Linked DNA regions of Capra hircus: region 2 is linked to region 1. The links are chromatin contacts, called in public Hi-C maps. All regions are on one chromosome and are shown on one strand. Each heading gives the region's core, a stretch centred on a gene start, on an enhancer-like site or on the middle of the called end of the contact. The rest is flanking DNA. Distances are from core to core; before and after follow the strand shown. Region 1 holds the start of PRKG1 (cGMP-dependent protein kinase 1). Region 2 overlaps PRKG1 (cGMP-dependent protein kinase 1).

The links. A called contact is a pair of places that touch in the nucleus more often than the background predicts.
Region 2: a Hi-C map of blood shows a contact between it and region 1, with 7 times the contacts expected there. The contact joins the enhancer-like site here to the promoter of PRKG1 in region 1. A contact is called at or near these places in 2 of 5 Hi-C or Micro-C datasets (both in blood).

What each region holds. Positions count from the first base shown.
Region 1 is chr26:43,125,501-43,131,809 of ARS1.2, forward strand. PRKG1 (cGMP-dependent protein kinase 1) reads left to right here and starts at 3,563. Exons shown (of 19, transcript XM_018041139.1): 1 at 3,563-4,566. The coding sequence starts at 4,301.
Region 2 is chr26:44,167,227-44,173,535 of ARS1.2, forward strand. The region is part of intron 5 of PRKG1 (cGMP-dependent protein kinase 1); the gene reads left to right. Among named protein-coding and RNA genes, the nearest start is that of CSTF2T, 280 kb to the left of the region's middle. Within about 2 kb of position 2,630, at least 1 of the 5 cell types and tissues checked has an H3K27ac peak or open chromatin away from gene starts, as enhancers often do.

The sequences.
Region 1 (6,309 bases), core at 2,313-4,812:
TTTGATTCACTGAGGCAACTCTTCATTTGCTATTTTCATGTTCTTTGTGGTGTTAACATAGATGCGGGTGTATTTCAGGACTTGAAACTTTTATCTTGCCTAAGACATGACCATGCTTTATGATCACCAGAAAGTGATTTAGGTGACAGAATTGAAGCCACATCGAGGGTGATGTAGAATTAACTGAAAGTGCTCCAAGCTTCTGTTAATCACAAAGTCACCATAATCTCAATAGGACCAACGAGACTCCATAATAAATCTTTCTTTTCAGTTTCAAATGCCCCTGAAGTAGACAAATGGATGTCGTCTACAAAAGCAGACTGATGATTTAAAAATGTAAGTGACAGGGAGTGCAGAACTCCATAGAATCATTAAAAGTAGAAAGACAGACACAAGGGGACTCTCACTCCCCATTTTTCAAATTAAAAAAAGTAACTCTGAGAAGTTTAGGGATTTGCCTGAGGGCACACAGCTTGGGGTGTGACAGAGCTAACGCATAAATACAGACTTTTAATTCCAGTCCAGTACTCTTAGTTTACTAATTGCATTCTTTGATTAAAAAAAAAAGTATCACATGCAATTTTCCACAAATACTGTCATCACTGTAACCAAGAGAAGTGTTTGGATGTAAGGTACTGAAAATAGATGGTTTGAATTCCCCCCAACCCACCCATTCCCAAAACTTAGACCACTGTCTCTACTCTCATTTCTCCAAAACTTTCTCCTGCACTCTCTACTGCCATCCCTGGCACCTCACTCACACCCTCTGCACGTGACTTTCTTTGCTCTGGACCCTTGTAACATGTACCAAGGTCAGTGCTGTTCCAAGGGAGTGACAGTGGGAGTATTCTACTCACTCAACAATAAATGTAATAACTCCTTGAACTTAGATCAATAATATACTTTTCTGGAGGGGGAGGAGTATTTTATTACTGACATTGGTGAGAACTTGTGGCATTTAGTGATAATAAAAAGCAGACTGACTTTTAGTTAGTTTTATTGTTGGTAATGAATTTTTTTTTAATAAAAAAGATACTGTCTTCCCATTGCCCCCTGTGACACTGGCTTAGATTAAAGGATAGGAGGTCCCTATGAGCTACTCACATCTATAAGTCTTCACTTTCTTTAGAAAATGTTCTTTCTTAAAAGGGTGGGGATGGAGAAGCAAAGCACCATCATAATATTTGAATGTACATGTACTTTTTAAGTAAACATTTAAAACTGTATATGAAATGTAAAATAGATCCCACAGTATTATAAGGAAAACAACATTGGTTAAGAGATTGGTTGTTAAGAAGCCAGAGTCTTAGATATTTATCTGAGTTTGTATGGGATTTCAAACTTAGTGTGTTTTCATTAGCAAAGAACTTGTAGTTTTTCTTGTCACTGGGCTCACAGAGAAGTGGACACTTTAATCTAATTCAGGTAGAAGCAGTATGCATGGGGATTAAGACAGCCTGCACACTGTGACCATGGGCCAATTAATCTGGCTAACTATAAGTTTCTCCATCTATAAAATGAGACTAAATAGTAATACCTACCATACAGAGTCATCTTGGGGATTAAAGCTAGCTAGTCATATAAAGGGTTTAGCCTTGCGCTGATGCATATTAAACACTCAATGAATATTTACCATTACTGTTGTGATGTTTATCCAGTGGCTAAAAGATACAAAGTTTCTCATTTTAAAAAATGTTTTATTCTGACATAAAATTCTGCATATTTTCTTTATTTCCCTCAAACTTGGAACATGAAAACACTCACACAGGTATTAAAGGCACCAACCTCAACTTCACTGTGAAAGATACTTATTTAGCAAATTTCTCCCAGGACACTAGATGGCGATCTTCTCCTTTAAGAAAAAACAACAACAACAACAACTAGGGATTCATTGGATTCATTGACACTTCTTGCTTTGACAATTGAAATTTACTGCTGCAGATTTAAAAGCAAAGAACAGAGGTTAAAATCGCCTCTTGGAACACTAGAGTGTCAGAACTGTAGAATTTCTAGATTTGCAGGCTTAAAGATAGGGGTAGTAAGGTCTGGGGAATCCTGGCTTCAAGCATTTGCCCTTGGGTACTCTTGGACTTCACTTTTCAAGATCTCATTTTCCTCTTTTATAATATGAAGTGGTTAGGTTAGATTATCTTCAGTGTCTCTTACAGATTTAAAATGCTATGATTTTAAATAATTCAGTGTTTACTCTTCTACCAGGTTGTATTTTCTCAAATATTCCTTGTGCTCTTAATTAAGTATTTCATAAGCCAAGGGACATGATTAAAGGTCACAAAGTTCAATGTCACCTAAGTTAAGACTGATTTAGTAAAAACACAAGATTGATTTTGAAAGATATGAATGAATTCCGGGTTTTGAGATGTGTGTAAAATATTGGTCTAAAGATTTCTTTAATAAGCAGGAGAAACATATTTGAATAGCTGCATTTAAGATTAGTATATAAGACATGAAAATAAGCTGTCCATTTCAGAGTCATTTTAAAACTATTTCCATATCTCCCATAAATAAAATTGAACCTATGCCTAGATTTTTTTAAGGAGATAAATTTTTTCTAATGTATTTTTAAATGCCAATTATTTTGAGTGTTTCTAAAGGGATGATAGCAGATTAAGCTGTTTATAGATAGAAGCAATAGAACAGTAACTATCAACAAGACAGAGAACGCTTTCTCAAATATGAGTAGACGAAGCCAGTCTGTATTGCCTAGATGTGGCTTAAAATGTTTTCAATTTTAAATAATTGGATTAGTAGAACTAACAGTAAATAATCTTGAGAATAAAATATATTTTAGGGTTGATGTATAAGTAAAAGTATATGCCTGCTTTTCCTTTACCAAGGTATTTCAGACAAGGTAGAAAGATTTTTATAAAAATAAGCATCCAGTGGATCATATGATGATATTTCTTTTTAAGGAAAATTACTATTTCTACAAAAACTCTCTGGTATTTTAGTTTGCATCTTTTTTTTTCTTTAAAAAATAGATTTGTGGATCTTTACCTGAAGAAATGTTCCTCCCACACATCCAAACATTTTAGCTGTGATTTGTGAACAATACTCCCTGTGATGTGTGTGTGTGTGTGTGTGTGTGTGTGTAGGAATTAGCAAACACTCTGGGTCCAAATGTGTATAAACATCCCTTTAGCACTGAGTGTGGTGATGGGTGCAGAGGTGAGGGAGAAATACAGCTGGCCGAAGCTATTTTCCCTTAAAACCGGAGTTGTTGGGGTGAGCCCGCAATTCAGCACTGGTGGGCCCCACTTCACAACCAGGGTGGTGTGATATAATTTGGGTGCTCAGTATACAAATTTTAATAGTAGCAGATGAAATAGAAACCAAACTCCGAAGAAGTTTCCAATGGATGCATGGCCTTTTCCTTTTTGGTAAATCTTTGGCTCATTATCAGACACATGTTCCTCCAATTTACCCACCAACAATTTCAGTTTACTATTGCCACTAAAAGCTTATGGTGAAAAGACCTGGTACCGCGAGTGCCCTGTTATTCTTATTACTTGGGGTCACAACCACAAGACTTCATACTGTGGAACAAACACACACGTACACCCTTACCCAACAGGGCAAAGAGAAGAAAAGGAGAAAACAAGATGAATTCACGCACGTTATTGTCTAAAGGCAGTTTAATGTTTATGAAATGTCTCTCTCTCACACACACACACTCACACACCCCACAAAGTCTTTAGGCTCCAGTTACAAGCCCTGCGTCATCTTACCGGATCACATGGTAATGGTTGCTATTTCAAGGATCAAGTGGCATAAAGCTCCCCCCTCACCCCACCCCACCCCAGCCCTTCCCTTTGGTACCATATAGCGTGCAAGAGTGATTATTGTGTGATGGGGTGAGACCAGGCTCACTGGTCCAACCCTCCCAACTGGAAACCAGGCTCTCGGTGGGGTGGCGCGCACGCCGTGTTCTCACGAAGTGATTGGGAAAGGGGGACGGGGGAGGGGGTCTCAGGGGAGGAAGGGCAGCTCTAATTGGTTTCTCAATGAAAGATAATCACCTATTCCCCGGAGAGGCGGGGGATTAGCACTCTGCCTCTCCTCCCCGGCGCTTTTAGACGTCTCATCCTCCCCTCGATGCTCCTAGTCCATTCAGCAGCAGCGGATCGAAGACCGCGGCTCCTCGCGCCGCAGTAGGGGCAGCGCCGCCGCGCTCCGGGACCCAGCGCCCATTCGCTCGCCCTGTCCGCTCCCGCCTCGCCCGGCTGCAGTCCCAGCCGCCGTCGCCCGAGAAAAAGTTTCGCGGAGGGGCTCGGGGAAAAACATGAGCGAGCTGGAGGAAGACTTCGCCAAGATTCTCATGCTCAAGGAGGAGAGGATCAAAGAGCTGGAGAAGCGGCTGTCAGAGAAGGAGGAAGAAACCCAGGAGCTGAAGAGGAAGCTCCATAAATGCCAGTCAGTGCTGCCCGCGCCCTCGACCCACATCGGCCCGCGGACCACCCGGGCACAGGGCATCTCGGCCGAGCCGCAGACCTACAGGTCCTCCCACGACCTCCGACAGGCGTTCCGGAAGTTCGCCAAATCCGAGAGGTGGGCGCCGCCGGGGCGCGGGCGCGGCGGGCCGGAGCGGGGCCGCCACGCGGGGCGGACGGGCGGGCCGGGCGCGCGGGCGCGGGGCCGGGCCGCGGCGGCGGGGCTCGGTGCCCGGCGCCCCGGCTCTCCTCGGCGCGCGGAGTGGGGGCGGCCCCGGCGGGCCGGGACCGGGGAGTGTTTATTTTTATTTCTGCCCATCACGTGCTGCGCTGGCCTCCGCCGGGCTGGGAAAGGCTGGCTCCTCGGGGAAACGCGCCGCTGTGGCGTGGGGGTGGGGAGAAGGAGCGTGGAAAGTTCGGTCGCGCCCGCTAACTTGGCCGCTGCGCACCCCGCCGAAGTCGCGCGGTCTTCCCTGCGCGCGCCCCTGGGGAGACGACCTCCCGGGACAGGACCCGGCCCATCCCGGGGCCTGGAGAGCTTCCTGGAGGTGACCCCCAGACCCAGGCCACAGGGCATGCTCCGTGCGCCGCTGGAGCCTCTCGGGAGCGGCGACAGGAGGCTGGACAGGGCGACCGCGTTCGGTTTAGGAACTGAACTTGCCCAGAGCCCGAGCCGGGCTGGGAAGGCGCGGAGGGGGTGAGGGGAGGGAGGCGGGACTGGGGTGGGTCTCCACTGCAGGGATCAGCCTCCGAGGGTCACTCTCCAGGCAGCAAGTGATGTCAGCAGGAAATTGGAAAGAAACACCACTTCTTGGATGTTGGTTTGCTCAGTTTGTGTCCCTTCCAGAAGTGTCCACCTCTTGGGCTGCATAGGGCTTGGAGGTGGCTCGGTGACCTTGCACCTGAAGCAGGTTTGGGGCTACTGCTCAGCCCTGTCCTAGAGTCGGTACTACCGCCCCCTCTTGTTTGTCTTCGGAGGCTGTCCCCGGAAAAAGTTGGGATGAAGAGGGAGGGGAGCTGCTTCTCTGGGCGCCTCCGGGCTCCTTCCTTCCCTCTTTCCGCCACGCTGAGAGCCAAGTCCTGCTAGTTCAAAGTTGTGTGTCGCTCTTTGGTGGTGCGCAGAGGAGGCCCGGCGATTTTGGCCATAAGTAGGAAGTATTTGCTCTCCGCTCGCTGCCTTCCCCGGAGAAGGCTGATCGATTGGCTGCAGCATTAAAGCGCCTCTGGACATTAGGGAGAGGAAGTGCAGACTCCAAAGCCCATTACTGGCTTTTAGTCTCTGGAAGTGCACGGCCGAAAGTGCATCTCTCAGGATATTGAATATTCCATTAGGCGTGCCTTCATGCCCGCCTACCTCTTACCCCTTCCTTCTTGTTAGATCACTTGGTTGTCTGAGTTTGGGGCCCTCAGGGGACCCCTAAATTAATCCCTCCCCCTAAGCTGACTTTGAGGCCAGTGCTTCTGAAGAGCACGTCGTCTCGTCCGTCCATCCAGGCCACTTGCAGGACTCTCGATGTTCCCCCGCTCTTCCCCTGCCCTCTTTCCTTGTCTGTTTCAATTGTGTACTGATTCCAGTGTATGTGGGATGGGGGAGGGGATCAGTGAAGCCTGCAGGAGTTGAGAGCTATCAAAAGAAGACCAGGAGCTGGGAGTAGGTTGGGTCAGGCAGAAAGGACTTCACCTTGGGAACTGCAGGCCCACTCTGAACCAGCGTCTCAAGGGGCAGCCTTCAGGTTTCCTGAGCAATACTACACTTACGAAATGACACTGTCCACATGGCACCTTTCGGCCCACGCTGCCTTGGAAGTTCCTATCAAATTGAACAATGGCATTCTTCCTTCTCTTCGGCCAAGACTGCAAT
Region 2 (6,309 bases), core at 1,380-3,879, 1.0 Mb after region 1:
GCTTCCCTGGTGGCTCAGTTGGTAAAGAATCCACCTGCAATGCAGGAGACGTGGGTTCAATCCCTGGGTAAGGAAGATCCCCTGGAGAAGGGAATGCCTATTAACTTCAGTATTCTTGCCTGGAGAATTCCGTGAACAGAGGAGCTTGGCAGTCTATAGTCCGTGGGGTTGCAAAGAGTTGGACATGGCTGAGTGGCTAACACCAACATACCTTCCTCCTGATTTATTGTCTCGCATCTCAAGCCTTTTGGGCGTCTATCAGAAGTTCTTATGACAAACTAAGTCAAACCAAAAGAACTGAAAACCTGTGGAGAATCTGTGTTTGTAGAAACAACAAAAATGGGAGGAAGAAGAAAAGAGAGAATCCAAGCAAAGGAAGCCGATATTGGAGGGGTGTCTGTGCGTCTGTGTGTCTGTGTGTCTGTGTGTCTGTGCTGGGACTGGGGCAAGGATAGTAGAGGTTTAAAACTTTGCCAGAGTTTTCTGAGACCGTGATGATCTTCAAGTATTTTAAGTAATAGTTAAGTGGTTCTTTTTGTTTGTCAGTTGGTTGGCTCCAGAATAAATCTTTCTGGAAATGAATATTTGTATATGTGAGTATTGGAAGCGAAGTTAAGGGGAAGCAAAGTTAAGCGAAATTAGCAACATCAGGAATGACATAAATTAATGATATATATTTTATTATTTCAATAAGTTAAAATATATTGTCCAACACTTGGATTTCAGTAAAATGGTCTCATTTAGCATGAGGGACTATGATTTCTTGTGACGTTGCTACTCCCGTGTGTGTGACAGACTTGTAACACTCTTCCATGTCTACTCGAATCAGGAATTGAAGTCAAATAATGTGAGAGCTTGAAGGGATCTCATGGGTCTTCTATTCCAAGCCCAATATTCTACAGGTGAGGATGTTGAAATCAAAATAATGAAGTGGGTCACATATGCCAAACGCTGTGGTGCTCTGCGTCCCTTTCACACCTGATCTTCACAGCACTTCCATGCTGTCTGCTCCTAATAATGAATAAATGGGGTTTGGAAAGGTTATGTTAACTTGCTCAAAATTTCCCGGTGACTTGGTGAGAGTCCTACCTAGGATTTAATCATCAGCCCACTGATTCGGGAGATCATTCTATTTCAGATGCAATTCAGTAATTAATGAAAGTGAAATGGCTGAAGTCTCTTCTCTGGTAGTAAAAACATATTCAATATGTTGTGATAGTGTTATGTGAAACGTGGATATGGATATGTAATTATGGAGTAAATCTTCATTACTTTTTATCAGGGAGAATTAGAGAAGATTTTTTAGAGGAGAAAAGAGTTGAGCTGAATCTTGAAAGACATCTAGGAATTTGTTAGGCCTCAAAGGCTCTGCAGACTATGGAACCTGTCCAAGCATGCCACAGGGCTTGCTGTTATAACAGTAAGCAGCTCTGCACAAGTGAGGACGGGAATGCGGGGTATGTTTGAGAGAATATGAAGGAGATAAGACTGGAAGGTAAGAATGGACCGAATGCCTGTATCCCAGTTTCTGCCCTGATGCCTCCTGAGTCAATTACAATTTTTCCCTACCAGTAAACCACCCATAAACTGCTCCAACTACTTTACTCAGCATGGAGTGAGATACAAACAGTGAACATATGAATCAAGGCAGTAGTCATAGGGATTAAAAATTAGGAAGGGTATACAGAAAGAGTTTGGAGGTAAAATTGGTTGGGCTCAGGGATTTATGAAATGCCAAAGGTAAAGAAGATTGAAGCTTAACACAACTGAAATATTTCTAACTGTCAAGATGCAAGTGGATGGTGATGCTGTTATCAGAGATGGAAAAGGTTGGAGGTTAGGGAATTGTATGGTCTCAAAATTTAATTCATATTGTCCTGGGTTTTAACAGAAGGGAAATAGTATCTTTGTACTTTATTTCACATTAGCCTTAAGCAGATTTATCAAAGACTGATGATATTAGAATGATGCATATTAATTATATGCACATGATTAGAAATATATGTGTGGTTTTATATAGATATTTCTCTAGTAGAGTTTAGAATCCATTACAAAAAAAAAAAAAGAATCCATTACAGTATCTTATACCTGGGGGAGCTTCTAGACATCCGCTAATGAAGAAAACAAAGACATGTTCCCAAAGGCAATTTTGCTTTCATTTCTTTTATTTATTTTTTAAAGTGAAACTAACCAGAAAACAAACAAAAGCATTTAAAATGGAATTATTTTGGATGGGCTCCAATTAGCTTCTTATCCTCTTAAACCAGACCCTCTGAACTCATTTAAATAAGTTGCCTGGCTCTAGCAAGCACTTGAGTTTTCTACCCGTGGGCTAATCCAACCTTCTCATATAATAGATGTGAAACTGGGTTAAATGATTGACCTTACAGTCTTTGGTTAAGCAATATATGAAAGAAAAAAAAAGTAACCAAGGTAAAATTATGAAACTATAAAAAATATTTATGTGACCAAGATAGTTTTAAATAGGAGGGACTATTTCCACCACCATCTTCCCCAAAAACCTTTTTCTGTTTTTGGTTTTTTTTTGGTCTGTTATTGTTATTTCTCCTTCATTCCATATCATTGCTCACAGTGCCACCTATTGGTAAAATGAAGCAATGATGGCATAGCCAGTTTTTGTATACACTGAAATTGATTCCATGGTTTCTTAAGAGATCTGCCCTGGATTTTTGCAGACAGCTGTTAGGAAGCAGATGCTGTCAGTGATCTGACTAAAATGGGAAATGAATGCTCACGTGGAATACTCAATTTTGTCATTTAGCGGGGATCCAAAAAGGAGCAGGAAAGCAGAATATCCTACTTCCCCAGTTCCTGGCTCTGCCAGAAAAGAAGAGGCTATAAAACTGCTAAGGGATTCGAAGAATTCAGCAGTTCCCACGTATTAGGGCACAAATTGCTTACGTGTCTTGCTGCTCCAGTGGGATTATTGCCTTTTAGAAACACCAACCTGAAGTAGTGAGCTCATCTGAGAAACACTCTGCCAGAGTCTTCCTATTATCATGCAGGCTGTTAAGTGACAACAAAGGCCTTCATTTTCACTGAACATATTTAATTTGAAAAAAATTTTGTAAGAGTAGTCAGTGTGATTTTCCCTTTCTCAATTACATTCTGTTTCTCTGTGGGAAAGATGTTCTCTCTAGAGAGCTTGCATAATACAAGGTACAAAGTAAGGTGTAGTATATGTGGTTGAGAAAGGAGTAACTGGATCTTTAGAACATTAGTAAACGTAGCAAATTCCAACATTTTCCCCAATGTTGATGTTCAGGCACACGTGCATTATCGCATGTGCACACACAGAAAGGTGCAGACTAGAGACCAGTGTGGTAATGTACAAAAATTGATGAGACTCAGTTCCTCTTCTACAGCATGCAAGACTATTTGAGTAAAAATACATGAGAACACACTTATGGTGGTTATTATTTGTTTTAAATTGAAAGGTTTAGTCAGATCCTCCCCTACCACAAGCTGCATTTCTCCAGATTTTCATATGACAGAAGGGACTTATGATTAGTTGGTTCGCTTTTGAGTTACTGTTCCTTGAGTAGTTGATACTTGATCAGTTTAGAGGTAGCTTGTACTACTGTTGCTGTCATCAGTGTTCAAGTCGTTTAGACCAGGTGCTGATCCCAACTAAAGCCATCAGAAACCTGTCTCTGATGTCCATAGCAGGAAAGTCAAAATCCTGTCCCAGGGTTTAAGCTAGACTTTAAGTATAATTTTCAGAATTATTTGTTTATTTATTTATTGGCTTCTTGGGTCTTCATTACTGCCCACGGACTTTCTCTAGTTGTGGCAAGCAGGGGCTACTCTCTAGTTGCGGTGCCCAGCTTATCATTGAGGTGGCTTCCCTTGTTGTAGAGCGCAGGCTCGGTAGTTGGGGCACCTGGGCTCCAGAGCGCAGGCTCGGTAGTTGGGGCACAGGGGCTCCAGAGCGCAGGCTCGGTAGTTAGGGCGTATGGGCTCCAGAGCGCAGGCTCGGTAGTTGGGGCACCTGGGCTTGGTTGCTTTGAGTCATATGGGATCTTCTCAGACCAGGGATTAAACTGGATTGGATTCTTAACTACTGGACCACAAAGAGAAGTCCCTCAATAAGCATAATCTGAAAGAATGGCACCACAAACATCCAGCTCTTTTGAAGTGAAATACAAGAAAGCAAGTTGATTTTGACTAAAGAACTGCGGGACAAAAACTGAAATTCCTTAACTAAGGAGAGTTAAGTCAAAGGCTTGAAAGAAGAGAATAAACTGCGGTCTTGAGAAGATTTGTTTGGGAGATACAGCTCAGGAAAAGACCCAGGAGGATGGATTCCTAAGAGCTAAGCTGGAGATTGAAGCTGAACAGGAGCCCTAGGTCTAGGATTGCTTGGTCTGGATTCAGATTTTGCTTCTGCCTCTTAGAGCAGTTAGTCTTTGTTTCCCTCTCCAAAGATGGATATACAAGAGTTACTATGCTGTTCTTTGAATTCAGCAAAATAATAAATACTAATAGGAATGTTTATAGGTATCAAATGTCATATAAAGCACGAATTTTTATTTAGATCAAGTGTCTATTGTTTTAAAGTAATCTTACTCATTAAAAAAATATATTTATTGACTTAACTGTGCCAGGTCTTAGTTGCAGTGCATGGAATATTTTAGCTGTGACCTGTGGGCTCTAGTTCCTTGACCAGGGAACTAGGTCTAACCCAGGGCCCTGGCATTGGGAGTACCAAGTCTTAAGCACTGGACCACAGGGAGGTCCCACAATCCCACTCAGTTTTTATTCTGTGTTTTCTTGTGCACATAAGAAAAATAAGGTGAAACCTGTGAAAACATTGGCTCCTTTAGCAGAAGAACTCTGCCAACGTTCAGATGATTCCAGTTTAACATCAGTATTATGAGATGCTGCATTAGTTTTCTATTGCTGCTGAACCAAATTAACATAAACAGTGTTATATCACAAACGTAGTATATATTACCGTCTTTGCAGTGATCAGAAGTCTGAAATGAATCTAACTGGTTAAAAGTAAGATGTCAGCAGGTTTGTGGTCTTTGGGAAGCTCCAAGGGTAATCTGGTTTTGGCCCTCTGTGGCTTCTGGAGGCCATTTGCATCCTTTGGCTTGTGACCTCTTCAAAGCACATTACCCTAACCTCAGTTTCTGTTGTCACGTCTTTTTTTGTCTTTGACCCGCTTTCCTCTGCCTTATAATGACCCTTGTGGTAGAGTCCGCTGAGATAGTTCAAGACAGTCTCCCCACCTTGAGACCCTTAGCTTAATCACCTCTGTAAAGACCCTTACCTTGTAGGGTAATGCATGTACCAGTTTGGGGAATTAAGGTTCAGATGTCTTTGTGCTGTGCTGTGCTTAGTAGCTCAGTTGTGTCCAACTCTTTGCAACTCCATGGACTGTAGCCTGCCAAGCTCCTCTGTCCATAGGGATTCTCCAGGCAAGAATACTGGAGTGGGTTGCCATGCCTTCCTCCAGAGGATCTTTCCAACCCAGGGATTGAACCCAGGTCTCCTGCATTGGGGGTGGATACTTTACCATCTGAGCCACCATCTGCTTACCAGAGGTGCTTTAAATCATTATTAGTTTTGGTAATTCCAATAATAGTTGACTAATACATAGAATTAAATAAAGCTCTTGGAAGTTCTATCAAATTTGCCAGAATTTTCCTTTTATGAATGCTACTGTAAATTAAGTGAAAAAGTTCAACATAGATAAAGTTACTGTTCTTGAGACAACCACAAATTAGGCAGAGTGGTGTCCTGGTGAAAGCAATGTTCTTACACGATGAGGAATTCATGGAGCAGAAATGTATTTGAAACAGGTTGTGGTATAAAAATTATTGATGTGCCCATAATTAATCCTAGAATATTTCAGCAATCAAAGTAGACGCTCTGGTTATCAAGTTTTACAGGTACACACAAATAGACACAACTCAGTAACTCAACTAAAAAACTTTCATGATGAAGTTGACATTGGATTTTAAAAAATAACAAAGTAAAACTTCAGCATCACAGCCTTTTTCTTGCTGTTCTCCTTTAGTTGGATTTTAAAATGTTTGAGGCTATGAAGGAATAAGTTGCAAATCAATCCAAGTGTCCTATTGACAGTGATCTTCAACTAATTTATAAATGAAACACCTAAATTTTATGTGTTTTATTTAAAATAAGTTGGAATCTTTAAATCAGAATATTCAGTACATTGAAAGCCAGAATTAAGATTTAGAAGCTCTTAGAAAATTGCAGTTATTAAAAACCAAAAGCTTACAGGAAGACATTGAAATTTATTCTTATAAAAGCATG